Linked DNA regions of Rattus norvegicus: region 2 is linked to region 1. Evidence: chromatin contacts called from public Hi-C data. All regions are on one chromosome and are shown on one strand. The core of a region is the stretch at or near the end of the contact, and the rest is flanking DNA. Distances in the headings are between cores, read along the strand shown. Region 1 has its middle 860 kb from the start of Inhba. Region 2 holds the start of Inhba (inhibin subunit beta A).

What was found. A called contact is a pair of places that touch in the nucleus more often than the background predicts.
Region 2: a contact with region 1 is called in a Hi-C map of the Rat2 cell line, with 3 times the contacts expected there. The contact joins the promoter of Inhba here to the enhancer-like site in region 1.

What each region holds. Positions count from the first base shown.
Region 1 is chr17:52,937,907-52,942,505 of GRCr8, forward strand. It overlaps the pseudogene LOC120097885. Among named protein-coding and RNA genes, the nearest start is that of Inhba, 860 kb to the right of the region's middle. Within about 2 kb of position 2,420, at least 4 of the 93 cell types and tissues checked have an H3K27ac peak or open chromatin away from gene starts, as enhancers often do.
Region 2 is chr17:53,802,453-53,806,635 of GRCr8, forward strand. Inhba (inhibin subunit beta A) reads right to left here and starts at 2,056. Exons shown (of 3, transcript NM_017128.2): 1 at 2,000-2,056.

The sequences.
Region 1 (4,599 bases), core at 1,170-3,669:
CACAAAGTTTCAATTAATGTACTATTAATAAAGTTATCAACATTGTTCAAATATTACCAGTTGCCTCACTTTGGTGGTAGAATTTTAAGAGATTCCCTCAGATCAGCCCCTCTGAACATGCATGCTCACCCAGTCAAGCAGTAGGACACTAATTTAACTGCTGCTGTTACTAGATGTTCAAGATAAGATTAATATAAAAAATTTGAGCCAAGTATGATATAATTCTAGTACTTAGGAGGCTAAGAGAGAAGAGTTGTGGCTATTCTTTTTTTCAGTTTAGAACCTGGGTTAGTTTCCCAATCTTTCAATGTTTTATAAACTTCGACATTTTGAAGGACACTATGCAATTATTTCATTGAATGTTCTTCATTATTTGATAAGCACTGCTATCACTATTAGAGCTTACCTACTTTTTGTAGTTCATAATTTGAGAGATGATTTCGTGTCTTTTAGTATTTCCTAGCAAGAAGTGTGTAATGTTCCAGCATATTTTATTACCAATGATCTTAACTTTGATCATTTGTTTAGGACTTTATCTTCCAAGATCCACCTTTCTTTCATGTAAACTTTCTGATTTGTAAGTAATAATATATTATCAGAAGATATTTTGAGAATGTATTATGTTAGACACTATCACAAGTTTATAAATATGTATGAATATATATGAATATACATATATGCATACAGTAACAACTGGTGAAAAATGAAGCTATGAGTTTAATAGAATCAAGGGGGAGGCATTTTGGAGGGTTTGGAGGGAGGGAAGGGAAGGGAAAAATTTATAATTTTATTATAATTTCAAAAATATAATTTAAAATGGGAAATATTTAAAAAATCAAGCCAAAGCAAACCAAAACCTTAAAATGTAGAGCTTCATTCCCTTTTTGTTTGAGAGACAAGAAGCCCAGATAAGTAGCAGTTAGCTGAAATCAACAGTGCTATGTCCCCTGTGCAGGCTTCAAGGTGGAGCCCTGACACACACTTTCCAGCTTGTCCAATGCACTTTTATCCATCCTCTGACTCATTGCTCTCTCTCTCTCTCTAGCATAAAGTAGTTCCCTGATTCTGCTTTCTCTGTGTTCTACTTAAGAATCTTTTATGAGCTTTCACATCTCCTTGCTTCCCAAAAGGACTCTGTAATACCATTTCAGGCCCACTTATGTTCAGAAGACTCTCTTTATCTCCAACTAAGTACAATTCCAACTAAAATACATCTACACACTGTATAAAATAGCATTTATGTGTCCCAGGGATTAGAACATATTTCCCAGCATACTACAGAAGTTGCAAACATTGTATTTTTCATTATACTGTGCCCAAGCTTTATATCTGCCCATGGTCCTGACCTAGAACACCTGTGTTGTATTTTGTCACTTCTGTCTCTGTCCCGCAGAAAAGAGCGACGACACAGCGTTCTTCTCCAAGCAGTTTATTCAGGAACCTTTCTTTCTGCATGCAAGCAGCAATCTCCCTTTTCTTTTCTTTTCTTTCTTTTCTTTTCTTTTCTTTTCTCTTCTTTTCTTCCCTCTCCCCCAGCCCTGGAGCACACTCCCTTATATCCTCCCTGAACTCTGCCTCCTTAGTCCAGACTGAGTAATCTCAGTTCATAGGTCCACGTCACATGGCCTGATCTTGCGTCGTGGTGCGCCTGCACAGCTCTCACAATGGACGTGGCTAGTTTCAGGTGTGTGAGGAAGTCAGGTGCTAGTCATGAGACTTAGCTGCAGTCCAGGGCGCCATCTTGGGACTGCCACCACACCCGCTCCCCACAGTATTTCTGTATTAATTTCCTGCTTGTTCAAGTGAATTCTGCTGTGACTCAGAATTATTATATTATATTTCATTTGCTTATTATTCAATTACTTATAACAGTTGGGAACATTGAATACTTAATATATAGGTAGTTATCAACCCGAGGTGAAACAGGTCAAAGTGACCAGAACTAGTTGCTTGCTACGTTGAGAAAATTGTAGCTTAGAAAGAGTTCAGTGTAACCAGCAGCTTCTGTTAGGCAACCTTAATGGCATTTACTAATGGAAGACCTCCACCTTCATACTTCAGCCATCTCCTCTGCCTATTTGGCAAGACATGAAAAAGACACTCTGTATTATCCCCTTTGGTAGATCTCAGGATAAAATTGACAGTAGTAATAGCAGAGCTTGATGGTAGAGTGTATGTAACACAATGGTTTTTGAGAAGGTCTTGGAAGGCTCTCTCAGCATAACTTCCCCATTTATTTTATGTTTTTGGCAAGTGGTTCTCTAGAGGGAAGGGTGCAAATTTTTCCCTTATGGGACATTTGACGACATCTGCAGTAATTTTTTTATTTGCCTAAGTGCAGTAGCATGACAGTGAGTAGAAAGGAAGTGGGTTTGCTACTGGCATCTAGTCAGTGGAAGCCAGTAAGACTGATAAGCATTCCAGAAGGCACAGTACAGCCCTCACAGCAAGAAATTACTCACCAACGTGTCATGAGTGCTGATAGGCTATGCAGAATACTGTTTTAAAGTAAGCCAAGACCTGGCATGGGAGATTCAGTCCCTGACTGGCTACTTTTGAATTTGTTTGTTGATTGCTCTGTGTGTGTGTGTGTGTGTGTGTGTGTGTGTGTGTGTGTGTGTGATAGATTTATATATATATATATATATATGTTTAAGGTAGTAGTAGAGAGGTAGATTTATTACAGTCTTGTGTAAACCACAGAAAAAGCTTACAATGTGGAAATTCTCGTTTTTGATTTCATGCACTGTTTCTAAGGTGGAAGACAAAACATTATAGTTAATGGAGTTGCTATGCTTTGATCATTGTTAAGCCCTGTGTTTCTGGAAACCTGATTAGAGGTGGTGAGGGAATGAAGAAAAGACAGATACACACACACATATGTGGAAGACATTGAGCTAACATGGCTGTGTGTGCTCTGGTGGAACAGCATCCTAAGACTTCAGCCTGTTCATTATGTACAGCACGGCAGGAGGATTCGGAGAGTCTCAGTACGAGGCCCATGTATTTGAGAAATCTTGTGTTATAAACATGTAGGAAACAGGAAGCTGCAGTTAGCTAGTTTTCTCATGCATAGGTCAGTTGTTTATGAACACTTGTAATTACACACATTTTCATTTTTTTTTGCACTCAGACCAGAGGAAAGTTTAGCTATCTGTCTGAGCCCACTGGGTTTGTATGTGGGAAACTTCAGGTATTTGCTATGACTGTGTTCTTATCAGCAACATACGTTCACTCAGCAGTTCATCTGCTCTTGACACGTTTACTCAAGGCTTGATTATCCTCCCACTGTTCACTATATTTACTGATACATAAGGATGTAAATCATATATTTATTAAGGTTAGTCTAAACAGAGATCTTTAACTTGCCCAAGTGTCACTGGATGGGGAAAAAAATCTCTCTTAGCTTCAGAACATTCTGCAGGCTAAGGTACTCCTTTGATGAGATCCATTCTAAGACCATTATTTTGATTTCTTCTTTTCTGTTTCTTTCATTCAGGATCAGAATATGGATGTACAAAGACACTATAAATAAGAAGTTAGCAGTACTTTTTATGAATATTTAGCATTCCAGGAATATAAGGAAGTAAAATGTTTCCAAAGCTAACAAAGTGATATATACTGCACATTTCTCAGTGCTGCCCACCTCTTTGATGGACTCTGTGTAGGTTTTGGAGAAAATCTTGCATATATCGAGTCTGAAAGGATGATTATGAAAATGTCTCAGGTTAAGGGTCACTGATCAGATCACAGCTACAGTCACCCATGGACCAACACATCCACAGGCATGTCAGCCATTGTCCCAAAAATCTACAAATCTGAAAATGATGGGGTCTTCTCTAAAAAGAGTATGACTAAGAGAAAGCTGAGGACCTGGAAAAGAGGACCAATATCAATATATGTGCAAAACATTAATCAACATCTGTAATTCCACCTAGTTGTTCTGACAAGGTTCAAGGGAGTCCCCCAAAAAACTACACCAACTAGTTTCCTATTGGAAAAAAACTGCCCTGCCAAAGGAAATTATATTTCAAAGAATTGAATGGAAAATAAAACACTTAAAGAACATAAGACAGAATTTTTGCTCAGATGATGACTTTTTCTTGGCTTTAACTGTCAACTCTATAGAACTAAGCCAATTACACGTACAAGATAGGCAGCAGGAAGGGCATCTGGGAGCCCGATTTCAGCATAGGTTTGTTGATTTTTCTCCATTATCAGGTCATGGCCAGACTCCCAGGTCCACCCACCCTTGCCTGTAAACTTTTCCACATCCACAGACACCATTTTAACCCATGCCCTTTCTTATTTCCCCTCCATCCTGGCTTCTGTTTTCTCTGTCCTTTCTTTCAAACCCAGTTCTAAAAGTCAACTATCTTTTAAAAACATTCATTCCAGACCATTCTAATTATACTTGATTATCCCCTTGCTCTGCCTAATAACTACGGTTTATTGATATCAATAGCATGAACAAAGATTTTGTTTTGTTTGAGTACAGTGCCACATAGAGTCTGTCAGTCGTGTTCTCGCTGTGATTCCTGAGTCATATCAGAAAATGCCAGAGGAGCCTAAGAAGTTGTTACTATGCTTTCAAATGTC
Region 2 (4,183 bases), core at 806-3,305, 860 kb after region 1:
GGGGGGGATGGGGACTCTTCCGTCCTTTCTACAATAAATTCTCCTAATTCTGTTCACTTTTAGTCTGGGGGTTTCTTTCTTTATTTTGTACTTTTTTTTTCTTTTCAACTTTCTCTGCTCAAACCTTTTTCTTGCCTCACCTTTCTTCTTTGGGGGGCGGGGGAGTCCAAGGAAATTAAATGCACTGTTTCCATTCACTGAGATAACTAGATAGGAAAGTGGCACCAAGTCATCTCCCATGGTCTTGTACTTCCCTGGAGTAAGCACCCACCTGACCTTGATATGGGTCTGAGGGAAGTCCTCAGATTGGTTGGGGGCTGGGGCTGAGGCAGAGGGGCTGCCTGAGACAGCTGGTTGTTCTGCCTGACAGAATCCAGAACCATTCCTTTCTGCCATTCATTCATATTTAAATGTCCAGGGTCCTTATGCCAGCAGGCGATCTTATGGGACCTGGAGCGCAACACAACTTTTGTCTGGGGTCATATAATACACTCTGCTTTTGCCAAGTGGGCACCACAACAGGGCATTGGAAGCTCCCTTGGGCAAGCAGCAATTTACATACACAGGGAAGGTACTCTCACACACACCCTGCCCCCTGCATCTCCTTTCTCTACCCTGGATGCACATATACTCAGAAATTATAGCCCACTGCCCATTGTCCTGGCTTCACTGATAAAGCACAAAATTCATTTGGTCTTTCTCACATCCTTTCATGAAAAACAATGTACTCTTACAATGTAACTAGCCTAGAGGGCAAGAATCTCTAAAATATACCAGGAAATTCTTTTTCTCTGGCATGCACTACTTTTGTTGTTCTGCTGCCCACCTCCCCTCGCCAGCCTTGACCATAGTGTAGCATTCAAGGCAGGCTGCCTGGCTGTGTTGTTTCTCTTCAAAGTACCAGCAGAGCCGAGTTCATTGAGGATTACAGTATTCAGAGAACGAGACAAATGTGCACTTAAAACAATGCCTTTCTGAGGCTTCTTTTTAATTCTTCACACCACCTTTTCGTTCTGTCTTGTGCAGAAGATCTTTAAGGTGTCCATCTGTTATAGCAGTCCTTCTTTCTCAGTTTCTTCCCTACATATAAGCCCGCTGGTTTCTGCAGATACATTCAATCCCTTCTGCCTGACACCCGCTGTGTTCAGAGTATTCTAGGCTAGCAAAGCAGGTCATGAGGACAGAGTTAATAGGGGTCAAAACTACAAGCATAAGATCTACATACAAGGAGAAGAAGTTCAGATAAGCATGACACTAGGTTAAACTTCCAGTTTTGACAGGTAACAATGCTTCCTGAACAACACAAATGCTATCTTTCCCCAAAGCAGCAATGCACAAGACTTTCTTGGTTATAAGCCCTCTGACACCTCTGCAGGGCTAGGAGGACTCCCACCTCCAGAAACACCAAGGACACTGCTGTTGTTGGTAAGACTGTCCATATTACCTAAAACAAAACTCTCATTAAAAAAAAAACCTGAGGGAAGTAGGAACACTGGCATCACAATGGTTTAGGAGAACATCTTTGTGTTCTAATAACATCACCCACCTATTTGGAGTTACAGATACAGAACCCGAAGCATTTTGTAGCACAGTTAAGTTTTACAAGACAGACTAACATAGAGCTAAAAGTTTAATGACTCTAAACAACTCAAGAGTCCTAATAGTAGCATTTGGATAACAGCAACTTATCAATGTTTGGATTCTCTCTGCATGTGAATATGTGTGTGTTCCCTGGATTTACTGTTTGCAAATGGAACTCTTAAAAATAGCTTTCTTTTTGGCATATGTACTTGTATATGTGTGCTGAGTGGGTTGTATAAACACATAATCTATTTGCATGCTCTAGGACTATTAAAAAACAGTATTAACCTGCTTGCACAATAGAAAAACGATACAAATTACAATGCCTATGGAGGTGCCAAAAAGTTGTAAAAGTCCTTTTAGCCACACTGACTTTTAATGTGTAGAGAACTCGAAAGCAAGAATTTAAAAGCATTACCTTTCGGGTCCCTTCTGTTTTGCCAGCCGGCTCTTGTCTCATGAGGTCAGAGCTGTCTGAGTTCCTCTTCATGGTATTGGCACTGTGAAGTTTTATACTGTAGTACTTAGTTGTACACTCACACATTGGTACCTCTCAAAGAGGAGGGCTGGGGCTTTGTTTAGGATTGGTTAGAATCAGCATGACATCAGCAGATGACTCGTTTTTCCAGTGTGAGACATTTCATAATTCACTATCTAATGGAAATCTCTCTTGGCTTCTGAGACACGACCTGGGTGATGCATTGAGCCAGTGAAGCCTGTGGCTAGGAATAGTCCACCCTTTACAAACATAAGAGAACCGAGTACACACATCTCCAAGAGTGTCCAGCTCTGACAGGTTACTATTCATACCCACTTCTTACTAGAATCAGCCTTGGCTTTATGTCTACACATAAAACATCTGTTACTTCATAAAACTACTCCTATTTGCAAAGCACCGTACTTTTGCCACAGCAAAGAAAAGTCATAGTGTTCTTCATAGGGATTCTAGTTTTATAATTATGACTACAGTAAACTATTTTCTTGAGGAAAATCTGTATGTCCGTGGTCGCCCTGCTTTGACTCACACTATTAATTACACCTTTAAATCGAATGCCGGCTTCATATACCATTTCTCACCTCAGACTTGGAAAATGCTCTTCTTCTGCAAGTGAACTTCATAAGTATTATGCCTAGGTCTTTAGAGTCCCATCCTAACTAGCAAAAACAACAATAGCACACACACACACACACACACACACACACACGCAAAATGCATCTTTTCTTTAAAAGCTTGAACATCAAGCCCTATCATTTGTAAACACTATAAATACGAGTTTAATGAAAAGAAGTGAACGCTCCTTAAAATAGAAGGAAAGTTAGGTTAGGATTTTCTTTGGCCTGGGTCACACTGGCAGTGAGATAACATAGAGAGAAGGAATGCTCCGATAAGCACAGTAAAGAGGGGCTCTTGTTCTCAGGAAAGAGTACAGCTGAAGCACTGGCCAGGTTCTCATGACAAGTCGGATAAAATGTGCAAAATCGGGAGCTAATAAAAGCCATATGACCAGATATGTTGTTTTGTGTGCCGGATTTAACATGAATAAAATAAACTTTTCACTATGCCCACCAGCAAAAGGTTTGAAGTGGGCAAGGTTCCTCTATGACACCAGGAGCTGTCTGGAGGGTCTCTCGTGATTGAGAACAAAGTGGATGGAAGGGGGGGGGGGAGAGGAGTAGTCTAAGAACCACAAGTAAGAGAACTGAAGTAGAAAATAAAGTTGCAGGGGAAGATGACAGGAATATAAGTGGCAAAGACAGAAAAAAAAATCAGTGATGATCAATTGCACTTCGACCCCGGAATGAACTTAAACCTTTGGGAGAGAGGCCCTTCCCAGTGTTTGATAAGAACTCCGAGGGTCTACACTCACTTCTTGCCTCACACATAACTTCACGGAAAGTCGTGCTTGCACCAGAATGTAGAATGTAGACTGGGTGGCACAGAAAAGTGCCTGGATCAGACCCCAGCTCTGAGTCTCTCCTCATTTAAACTCAAGACTCAGTGTTTCCATCTCTAAAGTGGGATGTATAATTTCAGGATCCAAACTCAGTGGTCACAAAAGAATGTTATTTCTGAGCATCCCCGTGGTTTCTTAAGCATGTGTGTCATGGGAATGTTTCAGACCCTGACTGCAGGGGCCACCTCACACAGGGTCACTCTTAAGACCCTGTTGGCCTTTGACACCACGAAGTGCCAACCTGCTTGCTAAGCCAGTGTAGCAGCTATGACGTTGCTGGATTTCCCCCCAACCTTAGAGCTGGAACCACGTTGGGAAAGCCTTCTCTCTTTCTGTGGAAATTCAGGTGGGGGTGGTGGAGGAAGCAGGCAGGTTAAAATAGCTTCTGTGGAATATTCTGGGCTGAGGATCAGCATTTCCCAGCTGAATTCCAGGGCCCAGGGCGTGCGCTGGTCAGCGCAGCTCTGAGCTGGGTTGGTTTCTCTTTCATTTCCTGCCCCTCCCGCGGAGACTCCCTGCACCCAGGCCCTGTCCCTTTTCAGCCTGCCACCGTACCTTGAGCAGCACCTGCTGGCAGTTTCCAGGGATCACTCCCGAATGCGCAGCTCCAGCCCGGCTCGCGGGACGCCTGGACTCAGGGCCAAGCT